4 separate regions of the Mus musculus genome follow, and regions 1, 2 and 3 are each linked to region 4. Evidence: chromatin contacts called from public promoter capture Hi-C data. All regions are on one chromosome and are shown on one strand. The core of a region is the stretch at or near the end of the contact, and the rest is flanking DNA. Distances in the headings are between cores, read along the strand shown. Region 1 overlaps Fam53b (family with sequence similarity 53, member B). Region 2 holds the start of Nkx1-2 (NK1 homeobox 2). Region 3 holds the start of 4932437C15Rik (a long non-coding RNA gene). Region 4 holds the start of Ikzf5 (IKAROS family zinc finger 5).

Region 1 (2,755 bases), core at 53-2,552, 1.4 Mb after region 4:
GCCGTGAGGCTCACTCAGGAGGGCCAGCCGCAAGCAGTCAGGTGACCTGGGCAGGCTGCTTCCCAGGCCCTGTGTCAGCAGCTCCTCCACCCTGGAAGAACACGCTTTAACAGAGCCCAAGGGGCAGCGAAGCTTCGTTCCGATCACATCAACACGACGAGAGGCTTTTTCCCCTCGGTGCTGGTGGGGTTGGAGCGTTTTTTACAGTGAGTCAGATCTCTGTAATTCATGTCAGGCCGAAATGCACCAATACAGTCCAGGCACGGGGAAGATGTAAGCTGTTCCTGCAAGTCCTAGGTGCCCCACTGAATGCTCCCTGTGACTAAAATAAACTAGATCAGGCCTGCTCCAAGGTCAAGGCAAGACCCTCAGTCAGTTGTATCACCAACAAGATAGCAGCTACTGGAGCCTACTGGAGAAGCCTGTGGCTTCCATTCCAGAGTGGCCCAGATACCCACATGGGCAGGCCCAGCTCCCGTGTAAACTAGGTCTTACTCATCGGGTGGGACCTAAGCACCTGATGCTTGGGCCTGACCCTCACCTGCCTCTTGCCTTTGTGGACCATATCCTTCCCAGGTCACACAGTGGCCTCCAAGCTGTCTGCTCCTAGCCTGCCCTGTGCCAACACTCCTCAGACAAAGAGCCTTCACACCTGCAAGCATCAGCTTGCCACTCCTAGTTCACACCCCTTGGCACCCCACAGCCAGCCTGGCCTTGAGTTCACACCCCTTTGCACCCCACAGCCAGCCTGGCCTTGACCAGCTTAGCTTCCTCTCCCCCCCATCTACACAGATGTCACCTTGGAGCCCAACATTCTGAGAGCCAGAGAGATGGTCTCCTGTGACTGCTGCTGTCCCTTTTGTGCAGACGACTGGTCTCCAGGCCTGGCTAGTTCCTCCTCTGAAGCCTTCATCTGTCCACATCCCCGCTCATCCCTAAGATGCTAGTCAAATGCCCCTTCTTCCAAGGGGTGAACTGGCCTCTACCCCTTAGCTGGCTCCAAGTGACCTCCCTACAACTTCAGCAGTCTTGTGTGACTCTTGTGTTCCTGTGTCTACACATCTCCACTACGGCAATCATACTGTGTGGCCCTCCGTAGGAACCCTATGAACAACTGCACTGATGACCATAACTCAAGCCTCCGTGCTGTGGAGCTAGGATTTGAGGTTCTCAGCTCTCAGCTCTTTGGGGCCTAAGAGTGTGTCACACATGTATTTACCAGATCTGACAGACTCAGTGTAGCTCTTATACCATCACAATGACGAGCAAGGTCTGTGACGGGTTGGAAGAAGGAACACAGTAAGACAGATGACTAAGGCCAGCCCCCAAGTGGGAGGGGCTGCCACAGCACAGAACTGGAACCCCTCCCAGAAGTCATAAGTCTGACTTCCTCTGTCAAGGGATGTCTCCCAAAACTGCCAGAAGTACAGAAGAAAATTTCAGTATGTACTTGGATAGGTATGGTGGTAGACAGCTATAATCCTGGTACTCTTCCTGGAAGCTGAGACAGGAGGACCACAGAGCCAGCCTCAGCTATATAATGAGTGTGAGGCCAGCCCAGGGAAAACTTTTTCACAAAACAAATGGGAAAAAGAAAAAGAAAAGGAAAAAAATATAAGGGAAAGGAAAACTGTGCTGCTCTGCCCTCCCCACAGGAAGCGAGTTATGGCTGATAGTGATGTAATACTCCTGAGACACAGAGATCAGAAGGACTGGGAATGGGCAGGCCAGGGACAGCGATACAGCCCAGCCTCGGCTCCATGCCAAGAACACACGTAAAGGTAGAAGAAGAGAACTAATTCCACGAAGTTGTCCTCTGACTTCCACACGTACACCAGGGCAGGCCACAGACACACAGGCACACATGCATGCACTCGGATGTGCCCCCAAAGCAATCAGAACTATGAACATTGCCTGAGGAAGAGGACCCCAGGTTGGCCTCTGGCCTCTGCATCCATATGCATATGCACATGTGCCTACATGAACACACACACACATACACACACACACACACACACACACACAAAATGGGCAACTTGCATCAAGAGAAGCACTGTGAGCACATAGGCTCTGCCCTGTGTCACTGGATCAAGTTGTCATCTGACTTCCACACAAGTATCATGGCAGGCCACTCATAGCTTAGTTTAAGTCCTGCTCCTTGAAGAGACTGCAGCCATATTTTAGGTGGTAGCGGGGTTCTAGAAGAACTGGGGAGTGGGCACCAGCTGAACCACAACCTGTACTGAGAGAGTGCTGACCTGTCACCAGTGTCAGGGATGGTGCCCCACAGAGAGGAAGTGACTATCAGTGATACCAACTGCAAACTCTGACACCAAACCTGAGAAGTGATAAATGGGCCCCTCGCCCTCTGCCCGGATAGGCACACCCAAGGTTCCTAGAGAATCCACTCACAGCGGTCAGGCTGAGAGGAGCTGAGAGGAGCCAAGATCCTGAGACGACTCCTCATCATCATCATCATTGTCACCTACCCATGCATTTAATTTTCTATGAGCCGGATGAACTCACTTTTAGTAAACATAAGATTTTAGTTTCTTGAAGAGAAAGCTTAAAAGATTTCACTACTTTTAACTCTTGCTTTAAAACACACACTAAAAACTAAATTATAATTCATAATTTCAACTCATCTCCCTGAGAAAGCCATAAGCCCTAACTAAGGTGAGCGTAAAAGCTTGTCCGGAAGAGCTCAGCTAAAGCCCCCCCTGCTTTGCACTGTGTCCTTTACCAGATGAGACCA
Region 2 (2,807 bases), core at 97-2,596, 1.2 Mb after region 4:
TCAGATTTGTCCGGGGCCTGATCGATAGATGTCATCTATTAAAGGTAAGTTTTAATCGAACAATATTAGGATCAGACAGGGAAAGGGGGTTTGAAGTCAGTACCTGCAAGCTGCGGGCAGGAGATATGCAGGCGCCAGTAATAGAATATCGATCAAGGAGTTAGGGGGAGGGGAGCGCGGCCCCACAGAGAGACCATCCAAACAATTAATCCAGGCCCGCGGCCGGGACCCAAGCCAGGCCACCAGAGGCTTCCGGGGGCCCCAGACAATCACCTCCAAACTTAGGAAGGAGGAGGAGGGGCTGTGCTATATACAGCCCTCCCTGGGACCTGAATCCCTAGACCTTCAGCGTCTCCCCAGATAATCAATCCCATGCTCATGTCCCACTAAGCATGAATCCTGCTATCTTAAGTTCTTCCAGCCACAAACTTTCCGGAACCCTTTCTTTTGTGTCCACCAACTTCAGGGATAAGGGGGAAAGGTCTAGAAGAGAACACCAAAAGCTATTGGGGGTGGGGGCGTCCCCTGTTGAGTCCGGGAAAGAGCATGGGCTCTAAAGATGTTTCCGAGTGGTTGAAAAAAAAGCACCTAATCCGGGGAAGGCCCGAGCCTCGGTTGCCCCATACATAAAATGGGAGTGGTGTTAATGACACTACATAGTTGGAAGGTATTTTCATAACCTTTATCCCAAGCTCCTCGCCCAGGTTCTAGCACGTGGAGAGCACAATACACTTCCATTAGATCAGTGAGCCTGAGCTGTAGTTTATGTGAGCCAGTCAGAGTTGTGGCGCTCATTCACTGAGCAGGTGTTCAGGAAAAAAGCACACACTGGTCCTGGCAATCTCAGCCACGTCCCTACCTCTGTCCTCTTCCAAGTAGGGATGGCTCGCTTCGCACCTGCGCGGGATCACCTTTTCTAGTTCCCAGGCTACCAATAAACCTTGACTACTACACACACACACACACACACACACACACACACACACACACCACTTAGGCTTAAAACCGCCTCACATTCTTACCAGGGGTCTCCTGTGACCCGATTGGATTCCCCGAACAAGCATCTTGCCCTGCTTCCACCTCTTCTAAACTTTTCTTGGCTTCCAGGGCAGCGAGACGCACCGGCGGGAGGGCAGCTCGCGTGAATTTTTGCGGATCCAAGATGTCCAAGACAGAGAAGGAGATCTTGTGGTGAGAGGGGGCCGCCTTGGCCCCGACGTCCTGCCATGCCAACATGCCCGCCTCCCGCGGGCCCGAGGCCAGCCGTACTGGGGTCGGGGCTGGATGCGCTCAGCCGCTGTCTTCTGCAGTGGTTTGGCCACAGCTCTCCAGCCGCGAACTGGAATTTCCCCGCCAAGTGAAGCTGTAGAGGGGGGCAAGGAGGCGGGGCGGGAGGAGAGAAGCGGGGAAGGGGGCGGGGGGGGGGGCTGCTTGAGGATTGGCACTTGAGCTGGCCAGACCCCTTCCACGTGCAGTGAGCGCTTGCAGCCTCCACGAGACTATCCTGGGCAGCCGGAGGGGGGAGGGAGCGCTGACTAGAGGGACCCTCGCGCGCCAATGCGCGCTCCCGGTTCGCCGGGTCACCGTGGCATGCTGTGTGAAAATCTTTCCATGCTGCGGAGACTCGTGAAGGGCGTGAGGGAGGATTCCATCTCCGCTACCTCATCTGCACACACATTCACCTGACTGAAGTTTACTTATTTCTCTTGGGGCACTTGCCATCTTCCTTTGACCTGGCGATGCCACAGAGGCCAGACCTGATTGCTTCGCCATGATGCACGGTGCATCTCAAGCCCCATCCCTGAACCACAGTAAAGGCTTCGGGCACATTTACGTAAAAATTTTAAAGCCTCTGTGCATTTACAGTTTATAAAGCCCTGGGGCTTTCTCACTCTCTTTTGATTTTCTAGGCATTCCCCCCTGTGAGGTGGGTGTGGCCTGGGAACCACAGTCTGTGGTTTCAAACAGAAGGAAAATGAGGTTCAAAGATGAGCGGTGGCGCTACAGATGACAAGAGTCTGGACTGGGCCAAGGTTTTTCAGGTCATCCTGATGGCTTAGGATATGTGTGTGTGTGCGGGGGGGGGGGGGGAACCTTCTTGGAGGGGAGTTTTTTCTTTCCACTCGGAAGACCAGCAGGGCCTGGTCAAAAGGGGTCTATGGAAATACGCCTGCCCAGAGAGCTGAAGGCTTAGGGCTAGGTGGCTTGGCTAAAGGTGAGTATCCCTCCTCGGATACCATTTTCATTGCCTGTCAGGACTTCTCAGTCACAGATTCTATCATTAACATCAGAAATTGACTCTCTGGGTTCCTTTCCCAGCGTGAAGAAGGAAAAGGTTAAAAGATGCCTAGTGGTTTGAATTTAAGACCAGAGATGAGAGCCGATTAAAATGGCCCCATCTGCCCCCCAAGTCTCCAGGGAGGACAGCCGGCATTAGCAGTGAGGGAAAGTCTGCATAGCCACACCCACGGTGATATTCCTTTTTTTTTTTTTAAGGCATTCATTTCAGCGACAAATTCTGAAGCATTAGCCCCTCTGCACAGAACCGCCTTGGAACCCCCCCCCCCCCCCGCCACTTCTTTCTTCTTTGCCCCATGTGGTTCCCAGACAATGTCTTGACAATTAATATTGTCTAAGCAGGTAAGAAGTAGGAAGAGGAGGGGACTCCTCACTAAAGTGCTGGGAGCTGCTCATCCAATCTGTTATTAAAGAGGTGTCCTTGGGGGCTTGCTCCTTGTAGCTTTTCTCATTCAAACCTTTCAGCCCCTCCCAGGGGTGGCCACCATATTCCCTGCCGACTTTAAAGC
Region 3 (2,764 bases), core at 51-2,550, 1.6 Mb after region 4:
AACTCCTAGGGCCAGCAGGCAGCCCAAGCCTATCAATCACCCTGTGAAGTGAGATAGCCAGGGCCATTCTGGAAATGGGACAGGGGTGGCCCTCGTTAGTACGCCCTATGATACTCAAGTGCATATTCTCTGGTCCTCTAGGACGCAGCTCGGCCCAGGCCCCTTCCCCTTCAATTGTCTAGACAGCAGACTGGGGACACCCACAGCACAGCACCTGATCGACATGACATCACTGTACCTTTGGGGTCACCTGCCTGTGGGGGAGGGGGTGGGGGAGGGAGGGTTTCCTGACTGTTGTACTTCCCAGCCTCTCCTTGCCTGGAGTCCTCACAGCCTCCTGCTTTGGACCCAGATTTGGGGACACTTCCCTAGGCCAGCTGTTTCCTTGTCAAGGAAGGAGATAAGTATGATGGACTAAACAGGACAGCCTTCAGTTATCCAGATAAAGTCTCATAGCAGCCTAACAGCCACACCATGTACAGGGAGATCTGTGGCCAGGGCTGTTGCCTCTCCCCTTTTGCAGAGGCTCCAAGTTGGGCTGTCTCCTTCCTCCAAGTCTGTTTATCCTCTCAGAGGCTGCCCAACATATGGAAGAACGTGGCTGTCCCTAGGTGAAGTGTCCCCTCAGATCCTATATGGAGCACAGGTTGTTCTAGGAGCCATGTGGCCTTTATGTGACCATTGAGACACTCAAAGCAGGAGCCTTTTGCAAAAGCAAACTCACCTTCAGGCCTCCGCCTCTTTGCTAAGGGGCATTGTCTTGACTAATGATTGATGTGGGGGACCCAGCTCACTGTGGGCAGTATCACCACTTGGACTGGTAGTCCTGGATGAAGGCTTAACCGACCATGGGAGCAAGCCTGTAAGCAGCGCTCTTCTGCTTCAGTTCCTGCCCTGCTTTCGTTCAGCAATGGATTGTGACCTGGCAGTCACAAGCTGGAATAAACCCTCTCCTCCACAAGTGGTGTTTGGTCCACAGCAATAGAAACACGAAGACGACCCTCCTAACTGGACATGCATGGATCCTCTTGTACCTCACAGGCTAGCCACACACTCCTCTGGTACTCTTACCACCAACCACATCATCCCTGTACCATCTCAGGACAGACTAGGGGCCTAGAGCAGAGAGAATGTTTAGAACAAGCTGGGGTTGGAAGGGAATCATGAACCATCACTGACTGAACGGCAGTCAGGTCCTGATGTTGAGGCATTCCTTCTATGCACCCGCCACCTACCTGAGAATCTCTGACCCATAAGTACAGTAAGGTGCCCAAGTGGTCTCAAGTGCTAACATCCTTTTACCCTATATGCCCTCACTGGTCCATGGTTCTTATAACGGACAGCTTAGCCCTATGAAAAAACAAAAGCCCTAAAATGCCCCACCTATCCTTAGTAGGTCAAGGTGAGGTGCTGGAGATGGCTACTGTGCCCAGGTCACAGAGGGGCAAGTGAGGTGGCAGTGATCTCACACAGCTCTACCTGGATTCATCCTGGAGTCAATCAGCCATGGAGCACCATCCGCTCAGCAGATGAGCACTCAGGCTGTGGCACATGAGCCTGAGTGACATCAGCCCTGCCTGCTCTCTACTGAGGGCCAAACTCCAAGACGTGGGTAGAGGGGCTGGCAGCACCAGGACACACAAGTAAGAACCCCCTACACTCACAGTCTGTAAAAAGCTTGGCTTTAAAGGGGCTAACAGGTTGGTTCATTGCACAAAGTCAGAAGTTTAGGCATAGATTTAGGTGTAATTTACCCCACCTCGCCAAGGGGGACAGCACCGGGGACAAGAGCCATCATCCAGTGCATCTGGAGTGGCTGAGAGCCACCAACTAAGATGTCCATCTGCAATATCAGAGCATGTATCTGTTACCCGGGTAACAGACTCCAGGTTGCCTAGTGATCGTTTCCCTTCCTGACTTGGTCTCCTTTTTCTTTGGTGAATCCCATTCTTTGTTCTTTCCCTAGGCTGAGGTGGGTCCGTGGTACATCTTGTTAAGGCTAGAGGTATGAATCCCAGCGGCCAATCTGCTAATAGCAGGGCAAACTAAAGGGGGTGGGGTGGGGTGTGTGTGTGTAGAGACCTATCGGCTGGGAAAGGGTGCTAAACAGGGGTGGCAGGGTAGGTGACAGGAGCCACCTGGCACCAGGTGTGAGGAGAACTGGGAACACGTCATCTGCATATCAGGGAACACAAAATCAAAGGCAGAGGCCCAAACACAGACAGCTACCAGCAGATTTCCCATCTCTTTCAACAATTCTGACAAACTGAACCATTTTTAATATATTAGGTACATCCCACTGTAAACTACATTAGCATGATACGCACGTGGCCCTCAGAGGTGGGGATTAGGTTGACCACTGGCTTGGAGCCATGGCTCATTTCTTCAATACCTAGGGGAATTTGGGGGAAGGAAGCCAAAGGCACGGTGCTTAATGAGGATTCCTTCCAAAATGGAGTTTAGGCTCCCAGGTACAAGACACTGCTCAAGGCCGTCCCACATGTCTAAATTCTAAGACTGGCAAAGACCCGGCAATGCTGCCGCCCTTCTGCCCTTCTCAGCCTTCCCCACTGGGGAGACACCTGACCAGACAAGGTGTTCAATGACTATCCAAAATGGTAATGTGTCCCTCTACATTCCCCAAAGACTTGCTCTGTCCAGCAACAATTAGGCTTGTTACAGGAACTTGGTCAGTGCCCTGCTGCCAACGGCCTACCCAGCATTATATGTGAGGCAGAGAGCTCAGCTAGTCCCCCTGGTGTCA
Region 4 (2,700 bases), core at 34-2,533:
GCAAGCTTGGTGGCCCACAATTACATCCTAGCCATTTGTGTTACTATCATGTTGCCACTGGTCATTTACTTTTAACAAAAAAACTTCAATGCCATTCATATATAATATGCTAATTTCAAGAGATGCCAGGCTTAATGTTGCTGAATAAGTCCAGTTGCACATAAAAGTACATTAGCTCTATCGCCAGGGAAATATATGTAACAACCACCAGGACTCAACCACGGCATATCTGAAGCCCATCTTCAGTGTCCCACAGTACAACAGTTACGGTTTCCTGGGAAACACGGGACCCTTACAGGAAAAGAACTTCAAACATCCCAGTTCCCCCGCAAGGAACTTCCAAGAAAACGTTCATCCTCAGCTGTGCTGAAGACAACATAAACTCAAGACAAAGTCTTACAAGTAGTCCAGATGTTTTAAGCAGCTGTTTTCATGCTGTGTCTTCTAAGTGTAATTTCCCTGGACCTCACAACTTCAGAAGTCTTCATGTCCGTTCTCACTCCTCTGTCCGGTTCTGACCAGCACACAAAGGAGTCATTAAAGAGGCCATGTGGTTACTGGCAGCTACCACTGACTATACTTAGGATCTACAGTTAGACAGACAGCACTTGGACGCTTAGCTGAGGAGGAGCCACATTGAGCATCCAAGAACATTCCCGACAGTCGATCGATGATGAATCGATCGGGGACAGAAATCTTGAATGAGTCGGAAGATCCTCCCCAGCCTCACCTGTTCCCAACATTGGAAAGTACAGGCAGTAGACGCCAGGTCATGAGAGAAAGAAAACTCCTTCCCAACAGCAGCCCGGGGTTAACACCCTATCCAGGATACACCGGGGTTGCTGGGGTCGACTTTGGCACCCCGAGAATGCACTACACAGGGATGCTCCCTGCGATCGCCACCTGTCAAAGCCGGAGACAGCTCCCCACCCTGAGCTCCGAGCTGCGGCCCGACGGCGCCGACTCGCTCGCGAGCCTCCGGGCGGCGCACCCAGTCACTTACGAGCCCAAGAGAGTCCCGAGTCACCACGCTGGCAGCCCACGGGGCACGCAGGACCCTCCGCTGTGGCCAAGGCGAAAGCGGTGTTAGCCGGCTAGCAATGAACCCGGCACTTTACCTTCCGCCATTCCGTCAACGTGCCCTGAGTAACCGTAGCGCCGCCGTGGAAGCTGACCGCCCCCCGTGACTCACCTCCTGACAACCGCACCGAGGAATCCCCACAGCCCTTTTCACTGCCGTCGCCGCCACCGCCACCGCCTCAGCGTTCGTCAGCGTCGCAGCTGTAGCCGCCATATTTGTTGTGTCTCCGCTCCCTTCCCGCCCGCCCCACGCCTTGCCCAAGTCTCGCGTGAGCGTGCTGCAGGGAGCAAGGAGAGAATTATGTCTCTCCTGGGGTTCCGTAGGCGGCAGTGGGCGGGGACTCAAAGGGGTGTGTGAGGGGCGGATGCTCGGAGTGGGCAGGGCCCGAGCTTGCCAGGCCGAGGGAGTCTTGCGCAAGGGTTCGTGGAAAGCCTTGCGAGCTTAACAGGGCCACCCTGCCCGAAGCGAGGATGGCGGTCTCTGCGCTCCAGCTGTGGCGTATGGGCGGGCTGGTGAGTGGGGTCGGTCGAAGCGACCGTCTCAGGAGGCCTGTGGCCACACTGATTCCTGGCGACGTCATCTTTTCCTAATGGGCTGGGGGTCTGGGAGGCTGGTGGAGGGGGCTGAGCCTGGGGCTGGGTCTCCACAGACCCTTCACCTCCGTCTGGTTTTCCTTCAGGATCCGTCCCAGCTCATGCCACATTTCCCCGGATGATGATGATGATTTTTTTGTTTTGTTTTTTGGGGTTTTTTTTGTTTTTGTTTTTGTTTTGTTTTTTTTTTTTTTCGAGACAGGGTTTCTCTGTATAGCCCTGGGTGTCCTGGAACTCACTCTGTAGAGCAGGCTGGCCTCGAACTCAGAAATCTGCCTGCCTCTGCCTCCCGAGTGCTGGGATTAAAGGCGTGCGCCACCATCACCCAACCGATAATGATGATTTTTAATGACTAAAATCTAGGCCTGCTTGTCGAGCCTATTGACACTCTCTTCCCTTCAGCAGCCCAGCTGGAAGGGACCTCTCATATTTCTGGGTCTTAACCATTCAGGGAAGGAATTTCTTAGGCTTTATCTCACTGCGGGGATCTGACCAGCTCCCTTAGATTCTGAGGAGCCCAAAAGCCCATTCTAGTCCTCTTCCTCAAACTTGGTCTGAGGCCAGCCTCTTGTCTCACCAGGATGTTTCTGGCCTCCCTTTGCTCTCTCGGATTTCCTGAGCTTGGAATTAGGACACACAGTACAGTGCAGATGACAGCATCTGTCAGAATAACAGAAGACACTCTGACCAGTCAGAGGGGGCAATGGGTTGAACCATGAGCAAACCTACGTTAGCTGGACTTGGTGCTATTTCTTCAGGTGCCTGAAAGAGACAGCTTTCCTGGAGGATGTTTCTCTACTTAGGCGATTGACGAGCCCATTTAGCTAACTTTGAAGTGAAAGGACAGTTGGGTGCCTTTGCTGTGGTTGTAGTTAGCTGGAAACCCTCCAGCTAAATAGTAATCTTAAAATTTCCTCGGGCAGATGTTAAGTCTCAAGTCTCACCCATTATTCTGGCGAGCAATCAAAATCCTGCAGTATTTATTCCCGGTTTTACAAGCTACTGATGAGAGGAAGTAGCTTGTAA

Evidence for each region. Promoter capture Hi-C pulls out the DNA fragments that hold promoters and counts their contacts.
Region 1: a contact with region 4 is called in a promoter capture Hi-C map of stem cell-derived epiblast-like cells, with 2.4 times the contacts expected there. The contact joins the enhancer-like site here to the promoter of Ikzf5 in region 4. A contact is called at or near these places in 5 of 39 promoter capture datasets (the C10 cell line, cranial neural crest, hippocampal neurons and 2 more) and 2 of 115 datasets of contacts at active chromatin or transcription factors (astrocytes and embryonic stem cells).
Region 2: a contact with region 4 is called in a promoter capture Hi-C map of embryonic stem cells, with 5 times the contacts expected there. The contact joins the promoter of Nkx1-2 here to the promoter of Ikzf5 in region 4. A contact is called at or near these places in 7 of 39 promoter capture datasets (the C10 cell line, cranial neural crest, embryonic stem cells and 3 more), 5 of 115 datasets of contacts at active chromatin or transcription factors (the 230-238 cell line, embryonic forebrain, embryonic stem cells and 2 more) and 1 of 9 other capture datasets (liver).
Region 3: a contact with region 4 is called in a promoter capture Hi-C map of hippocampal neurons, with 4 times the contacts expected there. The contact joins the promoter of 4932437C15Rik here to the promoter of Ikzf5 in region 4. A contact is called at or near these places in 2 of 39 promoter capture datasets (hippocampal neurons and pre-B cells).

Annotation. Positions count from the first base shown.
Region 1 is chr7:132,802,854-132,805,608 of GRCm38.p6, forward strand. The region is part of intron 1 of Fam53b (family with sequence similarity 53, member B); the gene reads right to left. Among named protein-coding and RNA genes, the nearest start is that of Fam53b, 9.6 kb to the right of the region's middle. Within about 2 kb of position 1,303, at least 110 of the 459 cell types and tissues checked have an H3K27ac peak or open chromatin away from gene starts, as enhancers often do.
Region 2 is chr7:132,598,291-132,601,097 of GRCm38.p6, forward strand. Nkx1-2 (NK1 homeobox 2) reads right to left here and starts at 1,347. Exons shown (of 2, transcript NM_009123.2): 1 at 1,023-1,347. The coding sequence starts at 1,236.
Region 3 is chr7:133,000,088-133,002,851 of GRCm38.p6, forward strand. It overlaps 4932437C15Rik (a long non-coding RNA gene), which reads left to right and starts at 1,301. Exons shown (of 2, transcript XR_378552.2): 1 at 1,301-1,643. The region is part of intron 1 of Ctbp2 (C-terminal binding protein 2); the gene reads right to left.
Region 4 is chr7:131,409,195-131,411,894 of GRCm38.p6, forward strand. Ikzf5 (IKAROS family zinc finger 5) reads right to left here and starts at 1,284. Exons shown (of 4, transcript NM_175115.4): 1 at 1,193-1,284. Acadsb (acyl-Coenzyme A dehydrogenase, short/branched chain) reads left to right here and starts at 1,407. Exons shown (of 11, transcript NM_025826.4): 1 at 1,407-1,593. The coding sequence starts at 1,552.